Regions from separate parts of the Zea mays genome. Here region 1 is linked to region 2. The links are chromatin contacts, called in public Hi-C maps. All regions are on one chromosome and are shown on one strand. The core of a region is the stretch at or near the end of the contact, and the rest is flanking DNA. Distances in the headings are between cores, read along the strand shown. Region 1 holds the start of LOC103645981 (OSJNBa0041A02.21-like protein). Region 2 holds the start of LOC100193076.

Region 1 (4,157 bases), core at 445-2,944, 180 kb before region 2:
CTTAGTGGTACTATTACTTCTCTTCGTATTGGAAAATTGAGTTGCGTATGAGGGGAGAAAACCGATGCGCTATGTAAACGGTGTAATTTACAGGACAAACTCTCTATTTTACACGATCTTTTGCGAACACCTTGATACACCCCTGCACTGGATATCCGAGGATCTTTTTGGGCATCACCATCACCAACCAACCAAATGTTACATACTCTAGAGAGTAGAGACTGTTACGTTTTCTCTGAAACGAACTTGGGCCCACATGTTACGAAGTCTAGGGGGAACTAGAACTAGAGCTTTGGAGAGCGTTTTAGTTAGTGGCAGCAGCTGTGGAGGCGATAAAGGAAAGATGGTTTCCAGAGGTAACCTAAAAGGTCTAGCTAATTGACTCGGTGAGACTCCAGTCTCTACACTCTACTACCCTCTAGTGGATGTCGTCGATGGATCGAGGTGGGGAAGAATCACATTCCACCACCATGGATATGTGCTTGCCGGGTGGCCGAATAGTCAGCAGCTCATGCAGTATCCCACCCGATCCCTCTTCATCCTTCCTCATCCATCCATCCAAACACTAAGTTGCTCTAGCCTTTTAATCGCTGACGAGTCCAATGAAATAGCGTAAAACACGGATGGTCCCTAGAGGCTGTATGGCGCTGGCGCGCGCGGTCTCAAGGTGACGGAGTATTTTTTTTCAGTATAACGCCAATGGAATGCGCGAGAGAAAAAAAAAATGAGAGGAGAGTCTTTTCACCGACGAAGAATGTTCTGGAATCCAGAATGATCTAGCGTCCCTGGACTACATAAACTAGGTAGCTGCTATAGACTATATATATGTAGTGATGTTCAGCAAACCTCACCGTCACCGACACTCTGCTACTTACTGCTACCTGTTGCAGTTGCAGGATTTATAATTTGACCAAGTAACTGAAGTGTCCATATACTGAACTCTAGTATGGTCAAGAAGACGGCAGCCATCTCATCTCATCTATGTGAACGACCTTATTGAAAAACGAGAACGAACGCACGCGAGATCTGCGAAGGAAACGAAAGAAGTCGTCCGTGAGCTCAGCTGAGTGAGCCGGCGGAGGTCGATCGACCACAGCGCGCAACGGCGCAAGAACTCGGCCTGCAAACAAACTGGCGAGGCGGCGACTGACTTGGCCGGGCTCAAAGAAAGCCAAAGCGAGGACTAACAACCGGCTACAAACCTCTATAGGCACCTACTCCACCGCTACACGATCACAAGCTCGCCAAAGCGGCCATTCGCGGCGCGTGAAGCCAAAGCCAAAAGCCAAGGGCGTTTCGGAATTCGGGGGCGGCGCCGCCGCGTACGTACCTGTGTTGCGCGCGCGGACGCGGGTGGAGACGGCGGCCCACGCGCGGCGCGCCGGGGACACCACCTTCTTCCGCCACCACGCCATGACCGCGCGCACGGGCGCCGGGATCCTCGCGGCGGCCAGCCTCGACGACGCGCTCCCCTTTGGGTTCCCCTGGCCGCCTCTGCTTCTGACGGCCGCACGGTTGCTCTGCTCTCTGGTGGTGACAAGGTCAGCTGTGGCGGGCAACTGTTCGTCGTTGCTGCTGCTGCTGCTGCTGCTGCTTATGGAGAGAAAACAGAGGCAGAGCTGCGTCTGTTGGTTCGTTACGGCAGTTTTATTGGCCTGAGCGCCGCCGACGGCTGCTGCTCAGAATTTCCTGCGTTCTGGATGGGCGGGCGGGCGGGCTCTGCTTTTTATCCCGTGCCTTTTTGCGAGGTCGGCAGGTGCAGGCAGTCTTCCGTCGCCGTCGTCGTCCGTCTCTGCCTGCCTGCCTGCCTGCGCTGTCCCCACCAGGCAGAATGCAGAATGCCTCGTGCCCGTGGCGGCTCGCCAGTCCAACTCGAACACTTGTGGGCGGCAGGGCGCGCACGCGTACAGGTACAGGAGAGTGCCTCTCGGTCTCGGCTCCGACAGGGAAATTTGACCCCGAGCGCGACCCGCACCGCCCATGCCGCGGTTACGTAGGCATGCCCACACGAGGGCTGGGCTGTTGCCCGGCCGGCGACGGCGACCTAACCTTCGGCCGCATGCTGGTGTCACGGTCCACTCTCGTTCCGTCAGGGTTAGGTATCCTGCTAAAGTTCGACTTCGACACGGAGGCTGTTTCCACGGACCACGGACCGTCAAATTCTGAGCACGTATGTATCCTTCGGCAGTTTCAGATGTAAAACCGTCATGCTTTGTATCAGCATGTACCATTTCTTCTTCGTGGTAATTCTGCCCTAGGACACGCGATTGCATAGTACTGAAGTTGGGGCAGCTGCCACGCAAATGGAATTCTAATTGTTTTTTTTATTTCAGCAACAGACAGAATTCTGTTTAATCAGTCCATTTCAATGAAGATTATCTTGGCCAGCAGGACGAACTACTAGCTAGAGGATGGACAGCCGACAATAAACTAACGAGGTCGCCCTCGGTAGCAAGGGACCTGCAAACCATGGGCTAATCCGCTAATAGAAGAAACACTATACTACTACACTATCCTATCCATTCACACCGCAAATGTACTTACGGATACGCAAGGACAAGTGAAAACGACCTGAAAACGGGTTATGCGCATGTCTTTGCCGGGTGGCTGAGTGGAGGGGAGGGGGCAGGGCTTTACTATGTTACTCTCAAACAACCGAAATAATTGCGAGTCTTTCAATCGAATGGTTAGGATAACTCTCCTAAAGGCCAATACACAAATACTCCGTCCGTTATTTTTTAATTTACCACCGTTTAGTTAAAAATAAACTAGCGATCGACAAATATTCGAGAATAGATGTAGTATATAATTATATGATTTTTTATTTATAAAAAACATGATAAACGAATAAATCTATAAACATAAAAATATTTTTGCTAAATGAGAGCATTTAGGCTCTTACTTGGTTTTGATGATTAATGTTGATAGTAGAATTTTATGAATAAGACGTGTTCTACAATCTATACTACTATTAAGGCTGTAAGGGGTAGGTTGCCTCCCCTGATTCTGCCTTTAGCCAATCTACATTGTCCATCTATATGCGTCAAATCATCACCGTCCCGTCGCCCCCGCTTCAAGCCTCCTCCATCCATCGATCGCAACTGCTCCTCTCTCCCGGCTCCCCGTAGCCCCACGTCGGCACATCCCTCGTTCCCCCCTGCTCCGCAAGCGAGCGCGGGCCGTGCGGGTCGCGACCACTTCCACCACCTCCTCCACTCCCCTCCCCTCCCCTCCCCAACCGCCGCCGCCGCCTTATTACTCGGCCGCACCCGCCTCGCCGCCCCGGTCCATAAGAGTCCATCCTCCCTCTAGCTAGCACTAATCGTCCATCCAATCTCACAGTCAAGCTCCCTGACCACCAGCGCGCCTCGAGCTCGAGCTTCTCTCCTGACAGCGTGCTGGTCGCTTCAATGGCATCTCGGGCGCGCCTGCCGGGCTCGCCGGCCTCGATCGCCATCCTCATCCTCTCCTTCTTCCAAGGTACGTACGTGGTGGCTCTGATTCATTTCGCGGCAGCCCGTGCCTGGTGTTCTTTCCCTTCTGCCAGTACCAATCGATCCCGCCTGTTCGGATTCGTGGGGGAGGAAGGGCAAGTGTGACTGAACCGGTGTCCGTTTCCGGTGCGGTGCTCGCGTCCGTCGCGCAGGGTCGGTATGCGGCATCATGTTCACCTTCACCAACCGCTGCGCGCGACACGGTGTGGCCGGGCCTGCTGTCCGGCTCGGGGACGCCGCCGCTGGAGACCACGGGCTTCGCGCTCGCGCCGGGGCAGTCGCGCCCGCTGTACGCGCCGCAGGGGTGGTCGGGCCGCTTCTGGGGCCGCTCCGACTGCACCTTCGACGCCTCCGGCAAGGGGTCCTACACCACGGGCGACTGCGGCTCCGGCGAGGTCGAGTGCCGCGGCGCGGGGGCGTCGCCGCCCGCCACGCTCGCCGAGTTCACGCTCGACGGCGACGGCGGCAAGGACTTCTACGATGTCAGCCTCGTCGACGGCTACAACCTGCCCATGCTCGTGCAGCCCGCCGCGGCCGGCTGCCCCGACACGGGGTGCCTTGTCGACCTCAACGAGCGGTGCCCTGATGAGCTCCGCGCCGACGGCGGCCGCGCCTGCCACATCGCCTTTTCACCTAATTTTGGTCTATAATTTTGAACTTACA
Region 2 (4,600 bases), core at 542-3,041:
GCGCGGAAGCGCAGTAGGTGGGGGGATTGTGCGGCAGAGGCGATGGCTGGGGAAGAGGCGCGGCTATTTTCGGGCGACGTGGCCTCCGCACTGAGGAGCACCGAGCACGTACGGAATTCTCCGGTGCACTCAAATGCCTTCAAGTTTTAACGAACCAGATTTTAAGCCACGTGTCTCAAATTAAATCTAACTTTGTGCTAACAAAACATCAGGGGTTACAGGAGGTTCTACTTCTAGCACCCTAATTTTGATCCTGTCAGTTGCTCTTGAAGTAGCCGAACATGGTGTAGACGGTCTGCAGCATCGACGGCACGAAGATGAGCGCGGCAGCGACGGCGAGAGAGACGGCCACCCATGGCGACGGGAAGAAGTGCAGCACGAACCCTCCGCACCACCCGCTGACAAGCCGGCCCCGGTGGCCCGCTACGGCGTCAAGCATCTCGCCGTAGTCGTCAGGAAGCCGCGCCCCGACGGTCTCCTCACCTAGCTCCCGGAACAAGGCCACCAGCTCGGTGTCCGTGCGCCGCGTGCTGGCAAGGACCCCTCGCTTGCGGAGCATGGCCGCGTCCTGTGGGCAACGAATCAGGCCCTCCATCCGCGCTACGTGCGCCGTCACGCATGCGCCGTGCGCCCAGTAGAAGTGTTTCTCGAAGGCCAGGAGGTTGTGGAGCACAGCCGCGCTGTACTCGTGGACGTGGAAGCACGGGACGGTCATCACGGCCACCGGGCTCGCCGGGTGTCGCCAGAACCACATGTCCAGGTCGCCGCAGCTCGACGACGCCTCGCGGAACCACACCGCTGACCTCCGAAGCTCCATGGAGCAGGGGAACAGCCGCTCCGACTCCTTCTTGATCTTGAGGAGCTTCCGTGGCGTCGAGAGGACGAAGTACTTGTCCTTGGGCACGCGGGACCAGTGGAAGAGGTGCAGGACGTGGTGGAACTCGCCGGCGGCAGCGCTGTAGGCGGCGCGACGCGCGCGCTTGGGGCAGATGTCGTCGAAACATCCGAGCACGAGCTCCTCGACGGAGTTCCGGAGCTTGAGCCCAGGGCACGAAGCGGCGAGAAGCTTGATGGCTCTGAACGGGACCTGGTTCTCGAGCACGAGCATGTCGAGCTTGATGTCGTCGGCGTGCTGCGCCACGGCCATGTTCAGTATGAAGTAGTCCTTGCTGATGGACGCCGCCCGCGTCACGCTGTCGGCGTCGTCGCCTGTGCCGGCCTTGCTGAGCATCAAGCTCACCACCAGGATGAAGCAGCTGTCCAGCAGCAGCATCTCCAGCAGCTTCGCCTCGTCGTCTAGAATCTCCACGGCGGGCCCGTCCGAGCCGTCGTCGGCGAACTCACAGCGGAGGCGGTCGCGCTCCAGGCAGAGCGCCTCGACGTACCCGTCCACGTCGAGGCCGCACTGGTCCTGCAGGTACCGCATGAACGGGAGCTTGGCGTCGTCGGGGAAGGGGAGGCCGCGGTCAGCGCGGTGGAACGGGCCGATGGCCACGGCGCGCACCGCGTGCAGCGCCTCCACGGGCTCGCGCCGGGCGCACGGGCGGAGGATTGTCCCCGTCCTCTCGCCGAGGTACCACAGCATGGGCGTCCGCGAGATGAGGTCTCGGAGCACCGCCGTGTTCACTGTAGCCGACGTGAGCTTGCGCAGCCACTTCTTCTCGTTTCCGCCACCACCGCCGCCCGTGCCTACCCCTAGCCGCTCCGCGCTGCCGTCCGTCGCGCCACTGGCCTCGCCCATGCTCGCGTCTGGTGCGATGTCGATCAGGTGGTGATGGTTCCCTGCAATGGCGATGTCTCTGTCCATGTCTGCTGCGATGTCAAATCGAGTTTGCCACCGTTTTTGTACTCATCAATCATCGTGGCCATTCACCATGACGGCTAAGAGCCCGAATGCCCGAGGAAAGATCAGCTCAATGTCGGCAATCAGCGTAAATTGCATTCTTGCTGATCTCAACTGACAGAAATAGGCAAAGAAAAGAAAACTTCGCCCAGTTTTGTCGGACGCCGTCGGCAGTATGTGTGACGTGCGGTCCGATGTCATCCAGATCTGAATGAAATTGTACTGTTTCTTACCTATACCTGCATCCGTGTTTGATAATTCTGTCCCGCAACCATCAATACGAGACACAGAAAACGACAGTGCTGCTGTGATAGCAGCAATAATTTCGGGTTTATATTATCATGAGGATCAATAAGAACAATAGACGCGGATCAAGAAGAATGACTAACTTTCAGATATCGGGGTCATCTTTCGGATGTTATAACTACGTTTTCTTATAGAAAATACAATACAATATCAATTGCTCATTAATTGCTTCTTTATTATAAAATCGAAAGTCCTTGCTCGTTGTACATATGTCAACACTGACTACTAACAGTAGCATTGGGACATCCTTTCTACCTCATCTAGAGGTCGGTCTTTAATCGTATTCTTTTTATTCTAAGATAGTTATCGCTCTTAAAAAAAATCATTAGCAACATCCTATCCCTAGGTAAGTTTATTATAGAAATGGATTAAACAATCTATCTAATGTTACAAATTATATACTATATTTTCTAATATTTTTTATATATGCCTAATTAAAGTTTTTAAAAATGTTTGACTCCTTCAAAAACAGTAGTATTGCTTTTATATCAGAGGCATAAGAGGTCATAAGATAAGCATAATAAATCCCCATAAGGTCATAAGCACGTCCATTTATGCTACTTCTGAAGTGGCACCAATCCAAACAGGGTACAGGACATTACCATTTATGATGAGTCATGGATATTGCTCAAAGTATGTTGTATAGTTTTTTTCATTCGGAATCAAAGGAATTTTCGTCCATTTTTTGCCTAGTTTTTATGGAGCGAGATGTGGACGTAGGCCACCCGTTTGTATGGACTAAAATAGCCGACCCTTAGCTTATCAGAAATGTAGAAAATGTAACTGATGGCTTGCGAAACTATTTCCACCACAGTTAACAAAGTGTGGAACTCACGCGCATTCCAGTCTCTGCTGCGCTAGATGACATGGACGTCGGCGTGGTGGACGATCGACGGAAGCACACAGGCTCCTGGCGTTTCGAAAGCATGGGCATGGCGGCCATTCAATCAACGACAGCTCACTCTTCTGCGGTTCCTGGTCCCCTCTCCCGGTCCCGGGAGACAAAAGACGAACTCATCCGTCGGCGTGGTGCCCGTGCCTCCTCCTGCGTGCACATGCCGCTTCTGGTCCGTCATGGAACGGACAGGTTCAGCGTAGCAGTACGGCAGCTGTGTGTACGTGCTTGTCGTTAGAAGGAGTAAGCAAACCAAGAACAAGAAAATCACCGAGCTCATCTCTCAAGTCCTGGTCGTTCTTCGCCTCCGCGGCTCTGCGAGGCAAAGCAATGAAAGAGTCTGTGTCGTCCGTCAAGTGCTCCTGATCGCGATCGCACGAGATACGTACAAGGATGGCCACAGATCGAGAACTGCTACTTTGTCGTTCAGCGTCTACTGACTGTGACTGACCCACCATCCAATTCCGAATCAATCTGGGTTCACACCGTGCGCCACCAGTCCTCCTTAATAAGTACCTTTCAGTTCATGCACCTGATCATGCGAAAACATGTGTGGGGTTGATGCACCTGATCATGGACAGTCAGACAGGTTCGCTTGTCAACTACGTGCGCATGGCACCGGCCACGCATATGGGTTCTGTGATGGGCACGTGTTAGGTCCACTCTCTTTTGGACGTACCAAATTGTCCAGAGTACTTGGATCGTTCAGGATGCACGCGACAAAGGGCTAGCTTAGTTACTTTAGTATCGGAACTATAATTTAGCCTATGTTTGGTTTCTTTAATCTAGAGACTAAAGTTTAGTCTATAACATGTTTGGTTCTAATGGCTAAAAATAGTAAGAATATACTAAATGACTCATAATAAGACTAAAATGGCCTTTAACATTCTCCTGTTGTTAGTACAATTGAACTAAATGAGGGATAAATGTGGAATTAATATAGTTTAGTCCCTTTTAGCACATATGTGAAGAACTAAAGACTAAATTATTTTAGTCCATATTTTAGTCCTAGTGTTTGGCAAAAAAAAGTGATTAAATGTGACTAAAAACTAGAGACTAATCTTTAGTCCCTCTAACCAAACACCCCCTTAGTTAAGAGTGTTTGATTTTAATGACTAAAAGTATTCAAAACTTATTAAATGGATCATAAGATGATCATAATACCACTAAACATTCTTCCAACATTAGTGTAACTGAAATAAAGGAGTGGTAAAAAGTGGAATTTGTATGATTTAGTCCTTTTAGTCATCTTTTGAGGGACTAGAGACTAAAACAGTTTAATACTTATTTTAGTCTCAACGTTTAATAATTTAGAGACTAAATATAACTAAAATAAAGAAACTAATCTTTAGTCTATCAAACCAAACGGAACCAAAGTCCACCGCCCATAATAGCAGGTCAGCCGAACATTTGGGTCGTATGGTTTACTGTTTACATGGCATACTCCAGCCTCCCGTCTAAAAAAATATTCCGTATTTAAATACGCACGCTTGAAAAGGTCAATCATATTAAATTTTGATAAATTTTAAAAACTAAATAGGACTAGAGACTAAAAC

What was found. Hi-C and Micro-C count contacts between places; a contact is called where the count stands out from the background.
Region 1: a contact with region 2 is called in a Hi-C map of ear, with 1.9 times the contacts expected there. The contact joins the promoter of LOC103645981 here to the promoter of LOC100193076 in region 2. A contact is called at or near these places in 7 of 25 Hi-C or Micro-C datasets (bundle sheath, ear, endosperm and 3 more).

What each region holds. Positions count from the first base shown.
Region 1 is chr2:12,456,838-12,460,994 of Zm-B73-REFERENCE-NAM-5.0, reverse strand. It overlaps LOC103645981 (OSJNBa0041A02.21-like protein), which reads right to left and starts at 1,694. Exons shown (of 2, transcript XM_008670715.2): 1 at 1,331-1,694. The coding sequence starts at 1,415. It also overlaps the pseudogene LOC109944111.
Region 2 is chr2:12,273,214-12,277,813 of Zm-B73-REFERENCE-NAM-5.0, reverse strand. It overlaps LOC100193076, which reads right to left and starts at 1,791. Exons shown (of 1, transcript NM_001138242.1): 1 at 141-1,791. The coding sequence starts at 1,741. The coding sequence ends at 257.